2 separate regions of the Callithrix jacchus genome follow, and region 2 is linked to region 1. Evidence: chromatin contacts called from public Hi-C data. All regions are on one chromosome and are shown on one strand. Each heading gives the region's core, a stretch centred on a gene start, on an enhancer-like site or on the middle of the called end of the contact. The rest is flanking DNA. Distances are from core to core; before and after follow the strand shown.

Region 1 (3,262 bases), core at 199-2,698:
CCAGTCCTTCCATCTCTCTCCCCAACCGCTGCTACTGGCTGAAGATTTATTAGACACTAGTTTTGTACCTATGCCTCCTGCCACTTGCTATAAATCGTCTTTATGCAAATCGAAAAAGCTACCCTGCCTCAAGACACTTTGCTGCCATCTGCCAGGAAATTGTTGTAATAAATATGCAAAAGGATAATGACTAGAATGTGAATGGTGCCCCCTAGAATTGTGCAGTACACAACTGGCGCAACTATCTGTGACAACCCTGTAGTTTGAAATCACCTGAACTCTCCTGGAACCCTGTGTAAAAATCACAACCACCATAGGTCAGTCTTGCCTTTTTCTGACGGTTTGCAATTTCAAAATCTAAATCTTCTGCCATGATCAGAAATTGCCGAGGGGCAGTTTCTGGGAGAAACAGAGGCCCCAGACAGCAGTACCTATAAAATTATAGTGTTCTTCCAGCATTCTGCCCAAGCTTTGACCTGCTGCCTGGACAGATACAGCCGCAAACCACATTTGGTTGATTTTTCAGGAAGCATCCAAGTTAGAAAGCTGGTAAGGCTGAATGTTGGGGTGCAGGGCGAGGTGGACCTAGCTTGCGTTCAGGTCAACCACTATCCCTCTCTGGCTTTGGCGGCTTCATTTCTTGTTGACTGCCCCATCTGTTCCCCTCCCTCCTTCCCATTCAGCACAACCTGCACATACTGGGGATCTCTCACTACATAGCAAACCACTCCAAAACTTAGTGGCAGAAATAGAAACAGCCGTTTATTTTGGTCACGAATCTGCAATCTGGGCAGGACTCATCGAGGCCAGCTCACCCCTGTTCCACACAGCATCAGCTAGGGCAGCTCAAGTGTGGCTGGAGGAGCTGCTATCACAGTGGCTCTCAAGTTTCACACTGGCTCTGCATCAACTCGGCTGCTACGCTGATGCCAGCTGTTGACCTCAGGAGCTCAGCTGGGGCTACTGTTGGGAGCTTCAGTTCCTCTCCACTTGGGCTCCCATGTGTGCGTGGGCTTGCTCACACGGTGGTGCCCATGCTGAATGACCCCAGATGACTCATCATGAAGTAGTGACAAGCTGGCCCCACCCAGTTCTGCCCAAATTTCAAATCTCTGAACAAAACAAATGATCGTGGTTTTAAGCCATTAACTCTTCAGATAGTTTACTCTGTAGCAATCAATCATGAGAATGTATACTCTATGCTAAATGTTGCATGAATCCATTCCCACATCTTTCTAGGGTGCCTCCTGATGCTGCAGAGTCTAGGAAGCCAAAAACTACACTGCCCAGACTCTCTTTTCATTAGGATCATGACTGTAAGTTCAGCTACACCAATTAGATGAGTTTGCACAAAGCTTGGAAGGCGGAGGCCAACATCTTGCAGCTTTTGGCTACTTTCTGAAGCAAGTTCATGGAGCCACTGATCACCATTCTCCAGTTTCATGGGCAACAAGAATCTCAAGGACGTGGCAATGGCTAGGTTCCTCTGCCTAGCAAATGTGGTAGTGGCAGTAATTCATGCTGTTCCTGGCTTCTGACCACTTTCTGACCTTGGCTTACAGCCGTGATGTTCTTGCAGTCAGTAGTTCCAATGGCAGCTTCCTGAGTCCATTTTCCTGATTGTGGCAGAGGCGATAGCTCCCCTGGCAAATTGCTTTTACCACTTTCTGGGAGCCATCCTCAGAGGCCCAGCCTAGAGCCCTCTCTTGCAGCCCCTCCAACAAGTTTGCAGTTCTTTATGTTATATTCTTTTTTTGCTTAAAAACCTTAGTGTGGTTTCTATTTCTTACACAGAACCCTGTCACAGATATCCAGGTGATCTCAAAGGTTTGTCTCTTCTCAGTCTTTCTTTTGTTCTTACTTGTTTGCTTTCTCTCATTTAATCATTCCTTTAATAAATATTTATGGAATGTCTGCTCTGTGCCAGGCACTGCACTAGACCCTGGAGAAAAATCAATTAACTAAACAGACATGGCCTCTTCATGAGATGAGGTGCGGCAAAGACCATGAGGCAGCAAAAAACAACCCTTCGGTCCAATAGGCCCCTGCTTGTTTTTGTATATAATGTTTTCTTGGAACACAGCATACTCTTTCATTTATGTCTTGTCCGTGGCTGGTTTTGCCCAACAATGGCAAAGCTGAGAAGTTGCAACAGAGACTGTATGACATATGATGCCAAAAACACTTACTATCTGGCCCTTTTCAGAAAAAGTTTGCCAGCTCCTGTATTGGATAAGCAAAACTCCAAGTTAACTCCTGTAGTTCCCCAGAGCCAATCAATTGTTCTTTCTGTTGATTCTGCAGCCCCCAACCCTTGGACTGTGGACGGGTACCAATCCATGTCCTGTTAGGAACTGGGCTGCACAGCAGAAAGTAAGTGGGTGAGCATTACCGCCTGAGCTCTACCTTCTGTCAAATCAGCAGCGGCATTTAGATTCTCATAGGAGTGCAAACGCTATTGTGAACTGTGCACGTGAGGGATCTAGGTTGCAGGCTCCTTAGGAGAATCTAATGCCTGATAATCTGAGGTGGAATGGTTTCATCCTGTAACTCTCCCCCCAACCCCCACACCCACCCCCAGGCCATGGAAAAACTGTCTTCCATGAACCTGGTGCTGGTGCAAAAAAGTTGGGGACACTGGCAGACACCATATAGCACCATGCATGATGCTAAACACTTCATGAGAATCCTCTAAGTTAATTCTCACAACAACCTTCAGGATACATGATAATCATCTCTGTTCTACAGACAAGGAGACTGAGACTTAGAGGGATGTGGGTTTAGGTGACTGGGAGGATGGCGATACAGAAGAGGAATAGAAAGCAGGCAGAAGATGACAAGCTCAGTCTGAACTCGCGGCACGTGGGGCACCTGCAGATAGGGCTATCCTGGCAGATTTTCTTCTTGGTGTGGATTTCGAGTCTGGACAGCTTTTAAGTTCAAATCACAGTTCTACCACTGACTAGCTATGTGACTTTGGGCAAATTACTTCACCTTCCTTCCTGGCCTCTTTTATTTTTTACTTACTCATTTTTTTTTAAGAGATAGGGTAGCTTGTCACCCAGGGTAGAATGCAGTGGTGCAATCATAGCTCATCACTGTAACCTCAGACTCCTGGGCTCAAGCCATCCATCCACCTCAGCCTCCCTGGAGGTTAGGACTACAGGCATGCACCACCATGCCCAGCTAATTTCATGTGTGTGTGTTGTTTTGTTTTGTTTTTTGGTCCAGGCAGATCTCAAACTCCTGGACTCAAGTAATC
Region 2 (3,262 bases), core at 261-2,760, 42 kb before region 1:
AGGACTTAGAGAGACTATAGATGGTAACAGCATAGTTACTCGAAAATCTCCACCTCCTTTCATCCTCTCCCTCCATCCCACCCTCTGCAAAATATTTATAGAAATTAGCCTTTAAGTAAAATATATCCCAACTCCACAGCCATTCCAATGTGGCAGCTTTTCAGGTGCTATTAGAGCATTAGATACTAGGAAGGAGTTTTTAGGAGTATTTTCTCTTTCCAGATATTTAAAAAGTGGTCACCAAGTAAAAGTGTGGGATTAAATATGCAGTTTGCAATCGAATAGAGGCTCCTCTGTGAAATACAGTGTTTATAACTGGGGCAAGGGGGAACTTTTATTGTTGGTATTTTTACCAAAGCCTAGTCATCCCAAGCAAAGTACAGCGGTGACTGGAATGTACTACAGGGTGGTGCCTTCTACTGCATTCCATAATGGCCAGCTCTGAAGTTCATTTCTTTCTCTTTCTCCTTCTCCTTCTCTTTCCCTTGTACTCTTCCTCTTGATTCTTTCATTTCATGCCAGTTATCCTTTCCCTTCATTTGACTCCAAGAATGGAAGCATTTTTAGCAGTCTCAAGTGATGAGGGAAAATGTTAAACTAAGACCCTGGCTGCTACCGATATGTCCAAATGCTGAATTACATGTTGGTCAGACAGCTCAGCTATTTGAATTTCCCCAACACGTGGCAGTTTTTGTCCTGGAGCCAAATGCTCACACAGCAAACAAGCCCGTGCATTACACACACACACACACACACACACACACACACACACACCAGTGCTGGGCCAGATGGCGTGCTGTATCTCTAATCAAAGGCACACTGCAGCTTTGATTGGCACTGGCCATCCAGAGAGGAATGTGCATGTGATTTTGAGGCAAGGTGAGCCGAGAGGACCTGAGTGCCAGTGGATCTGAGACTTGCCCTGAATGAGGGAGTTTATCCTGAGGCAAGTCTGTCAGATCCCAGCTCCTTAGATGAGGAAGGAGAGTGGGCGAAGGTTGTGAGACATGAATATTTGATTTAGGAAAGGGCTAGAAAGAGCCGTGCATGCACCCTTCTCTGTGTGAATTGAGTTTTTCCCCCTTTTCCTGGACTTTGGACTCTACAGGGTTTGTGGTTAACGCTCATGAACCATGCGTAAATGAGGTTGCCGGGCCAGGAGCCAGAGGTGGCTGGCAGGGGTGCTGTTAACAGGGCCTGGATGTTGAGTCCATGCCACATTCACTGGAGTGAGGCTCCTCAGGCTGTGGCCCTGGGTGACTGGCACCCTCACTGGTTCCCCTCCCTCAGGTTGCTGCCCTCAGCCTGGCCCGCAACCGTTCCTCCACCTCAGCCATCCTGATGGCCCTTCTGCTGGCTGCGCAGCTCTGCCATCATGTCCCCGGATGCCGTCAGAGCCCCTTTCAAAAGGCCAGCCTCATAGCCTTTGTACTGCATTTCCTTAATTTTTAAATCAAGGCTCCCATCCTCCCTTCTTCAAACATTTTTCTTCTTTTTACCCTTTCCCAAACATCTTCAAATCCATGTCAAACACTAGAAAGAGAGAAGTAAGAAGGAAGCGAACTGGAGAACTGAACTGGGGGGAACATGATGTGGCGGGGAGGGGCAGATGTCCAAGGAGAATACAAGAAATGCTGTCAGGCAGCAGACAGGGAGGCAGGGGCAGAGTCATTTATAAATACCTTCCAAGTGCCAAGCCTCAGGGGAAATGGGAGGACTGGGCAGGGAAACAACAGGAATAGACTCAGAGGGGTTAAGTAACTTGTACGAAGTCACATAGCCAGTAAAATAGTGGAGCCAGGATTTGAATCCAGATATGGCTGACCCTGTTGCATCTACCATCCTAGGCTATGCTGACTGCTTCTCATCAAATCAGTGATAAAAGGAATAGAAAATAAAGATTTTCCCTTTTATTTAATGGGACTGTTTTTAAGGAGCACCTCCTAGTGTGCATGTGTGAGGGAGTTGGAGAGACCTTTCTTTTCCAGCACTGGGGCAACCCAGCTGTTTATAAAATTCCTCCTAAGGGCCTGTCCTGCCCTGGCCGCTTTATGAGGGAGAGGGAGCCTGGTGTGTGTCTGCTGGTGTACTCTGCAGATGGCATGTGTGCTGCGTGCTGAAGTTTCTGCTGGGAATTAATCAGCTCCTCCAGACAGCTGGTCCACATGCCTAATAATAGTTGCGAGTTGGGTTTTATGTTACCCACAGGCCACAGCCATGCTGCATCTTGATTATGGGAATGCAGGCAGCATTCAGAAACATGCGCCAAACACAGATATTTTAGGACCATGAATGGCAATTGTTTTCACAACAGTTGTGAGTTTCCCATCTCAGGGTGCACTGAAATATCTGTCACTCCTCAGGCAGATGAGGTGGCACTGCATAGGGCACAGGCAGAATTGGAGTGTGGAGCTGGGTTTCACAGTCCTTCCTGTGCAGCTTTCTTCCACCGCCCCCAGCCCACCCAGGACTGAGCAGCAGCCCATGTCAGGGAGGAGGTCAAGGCCAGGCCCTGAGCCTGCAAGGGTGGCCTTCTGCGGACATCAGTCTAGAAGCAACTAGAAATTTGGAGGGATTGCTTATTCTGTATTACCTGGACATCTCACTCAGTTATAGCAGATAGTTCTTTAGTTATAAACACTTTGCTAAATTCTGCCCAATCAGGATCTCTAAATAATGCCAACATCAGTTATTTGAGTGCCTTGTGTGTGAAAGGGACTTTTCTAGGAGCTACTGATATAAAGAAGCCTAAGATGGCATGGGATAGTAAGCAAGCATGATGAGGAACACGTACGTGGGGCATTGTTGAAGTCAGGTGGAACCAGCTTTGAAATCCAGCTCTAACCTGACAATCTTGGGCCTTTGCCAAGTTATTTAACTTTTCCATACTTCAGTTTACTTACCTGCAAAATGGAAAAACATTTTGTCTGCTGTATGCATTTTTCCGAAGATTAAGTGAAACAGTACATGTTAAGTGCTTAACAGGATGCCCAGCACATAGTGATAAATGTTGCTTGTTACTATTAGTGTATCTGGTACAACACTAAGTAGTTGGGGAATAATGAGTGAATGGATTGTAGATATATGGAAAGTCTCAAACGCTATTCAGGAAAGGGAGAGAAGAATCAAAGATAATTCCCAAGTCATCAAATGCAGGTAATCGTGAGAATGGTGTTACCAATAACAGAAATGAATGAGTTGGGAAGATCTTACTTTCAGACAAAGAGGATGCATTTGGGTTTGGATCTGTTGAGCTTGAGGT

The links. Hi-C and Micro-C count contacts between places; a contact is called where the count stands out from the background.
Region 2: a Hi-C map of skeletal muscle shows a contact between it and region 1, with 9 times the contacts expected there. The contact joins two enhancer-like sites. A contact is called at or near these places in 3 of 3 Hi-C or Micro-C datasets (induced pluripotent stem cells and skeletal muscle).

The regions. Positions count from the first base shown.
Region 1 is chr4:117,902,292-117,905,553 of calJac240_pri, reverse strand. No RefSeq gene overlaps it. Among named protein-coding and RNA genes, the nearest start is that of TRAF3IP2, 46 kb to the right of the region's middle. Within about 2 kb of position 1,448, at least 3 of the 16 cell types and tissues checked have an H3K27ac peak or open chromatin away from gene starts, as enhancers often do. A contact at or near this core is called in skeletal muscle, where this site is marked.
Region 2 is chr4:117,944,194-117,947,455 of calJac240_pri, reverse strand. The region is part of intron 10 of FYN (FYN proto-oncogene, Src family tyrosine kinase); the gene reads left to right. Among named protein-coding and RNA genes, the nearest start is that of TRAF3IP2, 88 kb to the right of the region's middle. Within about 2 kb of position 1,510, at least 9 of the 16 cell types and tissues checked have an H3K27ac peak or open chromatin away from gene starts, as enhancers often do. A contact at or near this core is called in skeletal muscle, where this site is marked.